2 separate regions of the Mus musculus genome follow, and region 2 is linked to region 1. The links are chromatin contacts, called in public Hi-C maps. All regions are on one chromosome and are shown on one strand. The core of a region is the stretch at or near the end of the contact, and the rest is flanking DNA. Distances in the headings are between cores, read along the strand shown. Region 1 holds the start of Tspan31 (tetraspanin 31). Region 2 holds the start of Dgka (diacylglycerol kinase, alpha).

What was found. Hi-C and Micro-C count contacts between places; a contact is called where the count stands out from the background.
Region 2: a contact with region 1 is called in a Hi-C map of B cells, with 13 read pairs. The contact joins the promoter of Dgka here to the promoter of Tspan31 in region 1. A contact is called at or near these places in 4 of 39 promoter capture datasets (the C10 cell line, cranial neural crest, embryonic stem cells and 1 more), 2 of 484 Hi-C or Micro-C datasets (B cells and Th1 cells), 9 of 115 datasets of contacts at active chromatin or transcription factors (T-cell acute lymphoblastic leukemia, bone marrow-derived macrophages, differentiating embryonic stem cells and 6 more) and 3 of 9 other capture datasets (adipose tissue, liver and macrophages).

The regions. Positions count from the first base shown.
Region 1 is chr10:127,067,341-127,072,298 of GRCm38.p6, forward strand. Tspan31 (tetraspanin 31) reads right to left here and starts at 2,921. Exons shown (of 6, transcript NM_025982.4): 1 at 2,775-2,921; 2 at 2,006-2,173; 3 at 1,568-1,648; 4 at 1,140-1,271; 5 at 929-1,042; 6 at 1-850. The coding sequence starts at 2,837. The coding sequence ends at 776. It overlaps A730063M14Rik (RIKEN cDNA A730063M14 gene), which reads left to right and starts at 3,141. Exons shown (of 2, transcript NR_040660.1): 1 at 3,141-3,284; 2 at 3,577-3,761.
Region 2 is chr10:128,742,015-128,746,972 of GRCm38.p6, forward strand. Dgka (diacylglycerol kinase, alpha) reads right to left here and starts at 2,062. Exons shown (of 24, transcript NM_016811.3): 1 at 1,782-2,062. Gm31504 (predicted gene, 31504) reads left to right here and starts at 2,933. Exons shown (of 2, transcript NR_168573.1): 1 at 2,933-3,181; 2 at 3,327-3,868.

The DNA.
Region 1 (4,958 bases), core at 1,671-4,170:
CTTGGGGAAAACAAAACAAACAAACAAAAAAAAAACACGAAAACAAGTTCCCTGCAAGGACCTAGGCAGGCAGTCCAGCTCTTTGGCTGGCAAGATCAGAGAGAAATGCTTTCTTTGAATATTCGGTCAAAATGGCTTTAGTTTCTAAGTTCACTGGTCCTGCTTTGATGAGACTGTAGGTGGGGCTGGGAATGACAACTGATTGGTAGAAATGCTTGCCGAGCACTTGTGAGGCCCTGGGTTATAACTGGTTTTCTCTTGGTGTTCTGACTCTGTCCTTGAAGCCAAGGGTCTTGGGGGGGGGGTGCAGTTACCCTCCTAGGGCCCGAGGCCTACCTCCCCTCATCCATAATCGTGTTCCCATCAAAACAGACATAAGTCCAACCACCAGTTCTTGGGGGTGAGGTAAGGGACCTCTTTTCTCTAAAACAAAACCATAGGGCCACCCCTAGGTGTTTGTAAAGATGGCAAGGCCAGGCAGTGGTGGTGTACGCCTTTAATCCCAGCACTTGGGAGGCAGAGGCAGGTGGATTTCTGAGTTTGAGGCCAGCCTAGTTTACACAGTTCCAGGACAGCCAGGGCCATACAGAGAAACCCTGTCTCAAAAAACAAAAAAATGGCAAAGCCAAGTCAGAAGGATCCAGGGGCTGGCTGAGTGTGGTGATGCCAGCAGGAGGCTGAGGCAGGAGGGTCTGGAATTCAAGGTCTTCCTTGGATACAGAGCTAGCTAGAAACAGCCTAGGCTGCAGAGATGCTATCTGGGAGGTCAAAAGTCTCATAGGAAGGCACTGGGGTTGGCTCGAGGGTCCTTTTGATTCCGGAATCTCATTGCTAGCCAAACACCAAGGATCTACGGGAGAGGAAGAGAGAAAGGTTATTTCTGGACCATGGGGTTGAAGGCTTGAGTGTGTACATGAGGAGTCATTACCTCTGTGAAACTAAAGAAGAGCCCAACACCTCCTAGGATCTTGAGGGCTTTGTCTGAATGTTTAAGGAACCTCTCCCCACACATCTGGCATGTAGAGCTCTTAGTTTTGCACACCTGGTAACAGACATATATAGAGAATTCAAAGTTGCTCACCTGCCCTGTCCAAAAAGCTGTAGTGAATGTCCCAGGAATGACTAATCCTTCATCTTACCGCACTACAGGAAGTATCATCTTGTAGGCGCAGGGTTGTAAGGTTGAACAAGCCACAGCAGTCAAAACTTCTCTCCAGTTCATGCCGGGTACTGTTGCTCAAGACCGACCACGAAGCATTGATGACATCTGCCTAGAGAGCACACAGGCATTAACATTCGTTAGAACATTATTAGACATTAGTCTCCTCACATACCCTTCGGTTCAGGAGTCTCCATTTCCCTGCTTTAGCAAGGAAAACCCCACAGAGACCGCAGCGTGATCATTGGTAATGTGAGGTGTCTCAGGGTCTCTCTGCATCTTGGGGAATTAACCATATGTGTCAGGGAGCACACATCTGTGGAAGCAGTGGGTCTGAGCAAGGATGAGATGAAGGGGTCAGATAAAAGTGGAGAAAGCAAGCAAGTACATGAAAGGGCTTACCCTTACCTGTGTGTTTCTGTTAATAGCCAGACATGAGCAAGAGATTCCAAACTGGAAGATGAAGACCAAACCTAGGATGATCATATACTGAGAAGAAGTTAGGGCAAAAAGACCTGTTTTCCATTTAAAATACCTCATTCAGGGAGACAGACAGACAAAGCTGTGTGGTAGCCAGCCTAGTGTGAGCTCCAAGCTAGGACTACATAGCATAGGCCCAGTTTCTGTCTTTAAAATCTCACCACTGTAATTCTAACTGCGATGTGGCAGGCAAGGGGGCAGAGTTCAAGGCCCTTCTCTGTTCACAAACTGCACTTTTTATCAAGTTGGGGGAAAACCGTCAACTTGTGTGGGTTACAGAGTAAGAACAAAGAGACGTGTTTGAGGTCCCCTGGTCCCCTTCCCAGGAAAAGCCCGCTCAGGCCCCAATCACTAAGGCCAGGATACAAAGAAGAGCAGCACTTGATGGTGGTTCGCGGCGCCCACCAGTCCTGCCACCGCGATGAGGAGAAGGAAGACTCCCACAGCAATGACTCCTCCAATGATGTGAATGCTAGACACCACACCGAGGCCCTTGCCCCAGGCAGCCACGCCAATGAGCAAAAAGCCCACAAGCTGCAAGAAATAGAAAGAATACACTTTATTCAGCCTGATGTGGTGGCTCATACCTGCAACCGCAGCACAGCGAAGTTCCAGGTTAGTCTGTGCTAGCTAGCTCGCTATACAGTGAGACCCGGTCATCGCCAAAGATTTCTAGCAATGCAGCACAGCCCAAGGCTATATTACAAGGGGACGTGGACTTGACAAGCTAAGCGCTTGAGGTGTGCAGTCAGTACTGTTCATCTCTAAGCGCACTTCCCAAGCAACTGGGAATGACTGAGAGAGAGTAGGGCAGGGTAAGTAGGTACCTAACACACAAATGGAAGCCTTGGCGTTGTCTAGTAACTCTAGTTTGGGAAGAAACTGGAGCAGAAAGTGAAGACTGGAACTATAGGCCCTCAGTCTCCAATCCACCCCTGCCCACCACCAAACAAGCCCCCTCATCACCGGAAGTCTATCTATCCTCTTCCACGGAAGTACCCAGGAATTCCCTCTTCGCCGGAAGTTTCTGGGAAGCTTCCCAGAACCCCCAGTACACCCCTCTCCACGCCGGAAGTCCCCTAGAAACTCCCCCATTCTTTCCGCCCCGGAGATTTATCCATTTCCAAAACCTCACCATATAAACCACGTTGAGAGCGCACAGCGCATTCCTGGAACAGGCAAATCCGCCGCAAACCATCTCCCCAGATCTGGGGACCCAAATGGTCCCAAGACTTGTGGGGAGGGTATCGAGGACCGTCTTGTAGGACTCCCAACCGCGTCTATCGCTTTAAATCCAAGCCACCCAAACCAATTCTCTGCGCCTGCACCGTCCCACCCCTGCTTCTGGATTGGTGAAACTCGTGGCTAATCCAAGACATCCAGGACTTCAATGCCAATCAATCTGCATTACGTCACCAGCCTGCCTCCCAGTCTTGCCCTTAGTTTCTTCATTGGAGGAAACTTAAAAAAAAAAAAAAAAGAAGAAGAAGAAGAGGAAGGCGAAAGAAAGAAAGAAACCGAGGCCAGGGTTTCTAGACAGTGTCTTAGAGACCAGAAGCTAACTAAAAAAAAAAAAAAAAAATCTTGGATTCCTGAGTACGGAATTTCGAGACTAGGAACCCGAGGAGATACTCAGGAGACTCAGGTGAACAGAAAAAAGGGGTTTCGTAGAGGTGAGAGGAAGGGGCTCTGCACCTCTAAAGGTAACCCTTTTCCGCCGATTTCCCGTGTTTCCCGATGATCTCACGTTGGTGCCATCGTTTCACTGTTATACTCTGGAACAGTCATACTCTGGAACAGCACGAGGAGCCAAATGCACTATGAAGCCCAGCTAGAGAGGATCCAAGTCGGGCGTAGCATTAGCGGGCAAATCCTCACGCATTTGTTAACTGTGTTTGCTAGTACTCACGTTCCGTTCTGCATCCCTTTCCCTGCAGTGTGGACACGCCAGAAATTCAGGTGGAAACAGTGACTTGAGGCCGGCGCATTCCTGTTCGTGACAAAACCACAGGCACAGACGCTGGTGTGCTCTACATCTTTAGAACACAAACGTGCTGGATCAGGCTTGGCACATGACGCAAAGTGGGGGCGAGTCTGGAATATGAATAAATAAGAGCCTCCATACTGTCTCTTTTTAAATTTTTATTTTTATTTTATGTGCATTGGCGGGTTTGCCTGCATGTATGTCTGTGTGAGGATGTCGTATCCCAGGAAATGTAGTGTACCCCAGGAAATGTAGTTGCAAACAGTTGTAAGCTGCCATGTGGTTGCTGGGAATTGAACCCAGGTCCTCTGGAAGAACAGCCAGTGCTCCTAATCACTGAGCCATCATCTCTCCAGCCCGGAGGCTCAATACTTTCACTCCAGTGGGTGGCTGGTCGATAACGTTATTGCATAAGCGTTTGGATACAGTGCCCTTTTAGTGGAGTGACAAACGACACTACCTTTCTCTTCCTCCTGGGCAAAGAAGCAGCTGTGGTAGGAATGAAGCCAGAGAATGCTCCCATCAGCTCCACACAGTGATTCGAGCCCACGTGTGCTCACACCCTGTGACTGCCAACAGTCTATCCGTGCTGCAGTCAAACTGCATGGGTTTGAACTTTCTGGCTCACCATCTGCACCGGCCAGGTACTTAAATCCCCTATATCTTCTTCATCTGTCAAAGAGGGAAAGACGGCCATGCAACACACCTAGCAATACTTCTTTAACAAATTCAAGATGGTCATGTGGACTAAATGAGTTAGGATATATAAGATGCTTGAATCAGTACCCAGTAGCTAGCAACGCTCAGTTATTACTGTTTAGTCCATTTTTAAAGATTTATTTATTATTATAATTAAGTACACTGTAGCTGTCTTCAGACACACCAGAAGAGAGTGTCAGATCTCATTACGGGTGGTTGTGAGCCACCATGTGGTTGCTGGGATTTGAACTCAGGACCTTCGGAAGAGCAGTCAGTGCTCTTAACTGCTGAGCCATCTCTCCAGCCCCTGTTTAGTCCATTTTTGTGGAGTCCAGTAAATCCAAGCATAACCCCTTTATCTCCAAATTAAAAAAAAAAAGTTCAAAGTTATCCTTCCTAAATCACCCTCAAGAAGATACTCTTGAGTCAGCTCCAAGATTAAGAGCACTTGGCTTCAGTTTCCAGCACCCAAATAGTGGCTCATAACCCGCCATAGCTCCAGATGGAGGCACCAGGCACACATATGGCACAACATATACATCTAGGCAATACACTCACATTAAATACATTTTTTTAAAGATTTATTCATTTATTTATTATATGTAAGTACACTGTAGCTGTCCTCAGACACTCCAG
Region 2 (4,958 bases), core at 812-3,311, 1.7 Mb after region 1:
TGTCAGGTTATCCTCAGTAGTGCATAGCTACTGATCTATATACACTAGCCCAATCTTATCAATAAACAGGTACCTAGTCGGTCACAAAGTGGGTTTTTAAGTAAGTTTATATAGCAATTATGCATAGTGAAATGTGTGATACAGAATGAGAATTCAATAAACATCAACCAATATTATATAAGGTGACACACAAAAATAGTCTTATGTCTGGTGAAGCGTGGTAATATAGACAATTCCGGCTACTCAGGAGACTCGGATAAGGGGGTGGGATGCTTAAGGCCTGCCTAGGCTACAAAGTAAGTTTAAGGACAGCATGGGAAACTTTGGTTAGACCCTGTCCCCCTACACACCCACAAAGTGAGAAAAAGAAACACATTTGGATATTAGGATAAATGGTACTTTTAAGCCAAGAACTCACAAATTCTAGTGACTTCTATCCGTAGCAAGGCTCAACTATGTACCTTCCACTTAAAATACAAATACTTATGTCAGGTACAGACATGTAGTAGCATCAAGATGGTGAATTTGCCTCTGAGAAAATGAGGAGGTGGCTGGAAACTATAGAGTTAGGAACATCTGTGGGTTGGGACCCTGGACATAGGGGTTTCTAGGGATCTAGTCAGATGCCCTGACTTCTGTCAGAGAGTATAAATTGGCTGCCCCTGGACCTGACCGAGAGCAAACTACAGGATCCTGGGATCTTAAAGACCTGGAACAAGTCCAAAGTCTTCTAGCTTCATCCCAACCCTGAGGCTATAACCTGGGCTAGTCCAGACAGATGCAGGGCTGGAAGGGTGGTGTCTGTAGTCCTACCCCCAGCTATTTGTGACTCACGCTCCCCCTCCCCCCAACCCCACCCCGGGTTTCCCTCACCTCTACCAACTTAGGGTGAGACCAGAGAAACTGACTTGGAGGGGAGGGAAAGAATCCTACAACATTCTGGGCTTAGGATCCCAGTCAAGACTCTTAGACAACCTGTTCAAATTACGTCCACCAAATCTTGGCGCCTCTCCTTCTTCAGATCTAACTTTAAACACTGAATACTAAAATTGCAGCTATCAAAGAGATAAGGTTTCCACTAACACTTAACGTTTCCTTTCACTTCATTACCCGCTTTCAAATTCATCATTACTCAAGAATTAGCGTGTTTCTAGGACGTTCAGGATGCCCCAGCAAGAGACTTCACAGAGCAGGTACTCCTAGCTTTAGAACCAAGCCTAATGAGCTGGACTAACCACATCAGGCATCCCTTTTTCCCAGGGTTGAGGGTCCGTTCTTTCCTTCCCATCCCTGCTACTAGTCAGAGAGGTTGTTTTTTGTTTTGTTTTTGTCTTGAAGCATCAGAATTCATTAAATCGCCATAAACATCAGGGATAATTGTGTTGCCTGGATAAGGGGGTGGCACACTATGTTCCTGTACGGAGGGTGTCGTAGCTACTAGTACAGGAGGAAGTTACGATGTTGGCATAGTTGGGGGATGTGGGCTTGTATTTTTTGAGGCTGTAGAGATGACCAATAATATTTACTTTTCTGCCTCGGTAGTCAGGTTCATTTCTTATTTAAATCTGAAAAGTGGCTTCCCACCCAGTTTTTCCAGAAAACTCCCCGTGACAGGTGTGGAAAGGATCGGAGGCCAAAGAAGAACCCTTCTTCACCCGTGTGGCACCTTGGGTTTTCAAAAGGCACCTTTCTTCCGAGTTCCCAGGAGCTGAGCTTCCCAGCTCTCCGAGTGAGCAAGAGGGATAAGGGTGGAGGAAAGGTCTGGGGGAAACGCAGCTTACCCCGGTCTTGCGTCTTGCGCAGCGCTACGGCAGTCCCGGAGTCCCAGCGCAAACCCTTCCAGCAGCAGCTTCCAGCTGTCAACGCTTCCTTCTCTGGACGCCGCAGCCCTCACCCAGTCGGTGGGGCGGCCCCTTCCGCTGCCCTTTTGGCCGGGTGCGAGAGTGTGCGAGTGGCACGGGGCTCGCGGGGGCTCTACCTTGACCCAAGAGAGCGCACGGTCAGAGCAGGGGCGCCGGAGCCCGAGCTGGACAGGAGGGGACGGGTTAGGAAGACGCGGCCGCTGCGGGGCCGCCCAGCTCCTGACGACACACTGCCCGCCCCCGACCCAGCCTGCCCTCCTGCCGCGCCCAAGCCCACCGCTGTTGCCAGCTTTCCAACACAATCTGCTCCGGGCCTTCAGAGTATCTCCAGGGCTCTGGTTTGTGCCACTTTCTCCACTCCTACGCTTCTGTCTTCCCATGCCTGGGGCAGCTCTACTTCTATCTTTCTTTTCTAATTAGTCAAAGCCTCTCCCATCATCCCTTCCCAGGAAAGCCAAGGTAGGGGTCAGGGTGCTGATTGGAACCACCCAGCGACTGGTCAGCAATTGGCCGGCCCTCCAATCTCCAAATCATCACTTTGGACGCGCCTGCCCAAGTCAATGATTCCACATTCAGGAGAACCCAGAGAGGCAAGGCCAGAGTTCCACAATTCACACACAACCCTAGACCTAGGTGCATTTCCTTCTCCACATGGCTTCACATTGCTTGACCCTGCCTGAGATAATTGCCCACCTCTCCTCCGAGTTCCTCAGCTCCGCCTCGGACTTGTCTATGCACAGCCTTTTCTCTCAAAATCCATATCCTTTCCTTAAGACTAGGGTGGAGATTTAGGTGCATAAAACAACGTTTGACTGTGTTCACCTTTTCTTCATACCCAACCCTAGCACTTTACCCTCTGGCCTTGGCAGATGGCACAGAAGTCGTTGGGCAAAGGTAGAGTCTGAAGGCAGAGCCTTTCAGTTCCTCCTACCTGTTATTGGAGCTGTCAGGACTCTTGAAGCAGCATGGTTGGTGTGAGGCTGAACGGAAAGGAGACCAATGAGTGGGGATTTACTGGTAGGGACTGGGGACCCAGGCATCCTGCATCCCCCGCCCCGCCCCAAACCCACGACTAACTCCCTCCTACCCTTCTCTGAAGTAGGAGCAGCACAACAAAGCCTTGTGTTCTTGGAATTGTATCCTCTTACAGCTGGGAATAGAAAGGAGTGGGAGAGCAGACTGCTTGTTGGAAATGTGTGTATATATTCGGGTCCAGTGAGGGTCAGAGAGAGAGAGAGAAGAAAAAAAAAGAAGAGAAAGGAAAAGAAAAGAAAAAAAAAAAACCGAAAGAAACAAAAGGCCCTCTAGTGGAAACAGAAGTAAGTAGTCTTCAAGTATTTGGAGACAAAGCTGTTGAAGCAACTCTCTAGAGTAGTGGGGTTTGCTGCTGCTGTTGTTATTTAAACTTTAGATTCAGATCGGGAGTCGGAGAGTGACCTGTCTCTGTTCTGCTGTCCTTTTCAGGTTTGTTCTGGTTTGCTTGCATCCTGACCCTTCACTGCTTTGTTTTTGTTTTCATTTTTCCTCTTCCTCCTCCATCACTGTCACCACCATGCTGCAGATGAGCTTCAGTGCCTGGAACGTGCTTCTCCGGTGCTGCACCACGGATCTATACCGCTACCCCACACCCTTCTTCTTAACAGTATATGCGTCACCGTTAGCAAAGTCTATCTCCCCTTCCTACATCGCCTCCTTACTCACAGTCCAACAAACGATTTTTTTCCTGAGACAAGATTTTAGTATGTACATAGCCTAGGCTGGCAGTGAAATTGCCATCCTGGTTCAACCTCTCAAGAGCTGGGTTTACCGGGTTTATTGGTGTGTGCCACTCCTGCTATCAACAGACACTTTTGAAGGTCTCTTTATACCTGATCTTGTTCTTAGTTCTTTCTGTAGGATAAGCAAAAACACAAACTGAAGCAAGTGCCTAGATGTCTGTAAAGCTTCCTAGCTCTTGATCACCGTAAACAAAGATTCTGTTTAAATAACACTTGTGTCCCAAACTACTCTTCGAATCAGTTCTTGCATAAAGTCAAAGACTCTCCTACATTAAACAAGCCATAGGTTGGAATATGATTTTTCCAATAAGGAATATGAAGAGAAACTCAGACTTTTATTTTATTTCGGTTTTTCAAGACAGGATTTCGATGTGTCGCCCTGGCTGTCCTGGAACTTACTCTGTAGACCAGGTGGGCCTCGAACTCGAACTCAGAAATCCGCCTGCCTCTGCCTCCCAAGTGCTGGGATTAAAGGGTGTGCCACTGCCTGGCAGGAGCTCAGAGTTACTGTAACATCTTTGTACCTTATTTTGGATCTGTGTTTCGCCATATTCTCAGGTCAGTTGTTGGTGGGGGTGGTGGAAGAAAAGCAAAGAACCATCTACGGAAGAGGTGTTTGATGTCTATAGTTCCAGGTGCTCATCTCTTTAATCAACCACATCATACAAGTCAGAAAGAAAGAAACCACAGTGAACAAAGGGAAAGGAAAAAACAAGCCTGTTTTCCCAGCCTCTTCTTCCTCTGGGTGGGGTTATACATCCGGGGCCCAGGGCTGGGTCCAGGGCCAGTCTACTGAACAGACAATTGAGTTTCACTTCCTGCCAACCTGCAGAGATGGGGGCAGGATGTCTGAGGGGTACAGTGATGGGGAGTGTCCAGAGATTAAAGAGTAAACAGGTCACACTAGTATTTCCCCTCACTGAGCAGGTCCGTGGAGAGCTTTAGAGACCACTCTTGAAAGAGTTCAAGTCATGCACCTCACTAATTTTCAGAGGCACTGTTCCATATTCTCATCTCCTTCTCCTCTTTGAGGAAAGGGTACTAGATAGACAGGACTTAAGTGCAATTGATGAACAAACAGATACGGGCTGGTAGGCTTGGGCCAGAATGGTTGCCTGACTTAATGCTAGCTACACTCTAGGTTCCACTCCCCAGCATCCCTCCCTCCACCATACCCAAATGCAGGAGGAAGCAAAGGCATAGGTGAGGGATTATCACACACACAAAGTGAGGGATTAGAAGTATACATGTAGCCGGGCCGTGGTGGTGTACACCTTTAATCCCAGTACTTGGGAGGCAGAGACAGGCAGATTTCTGA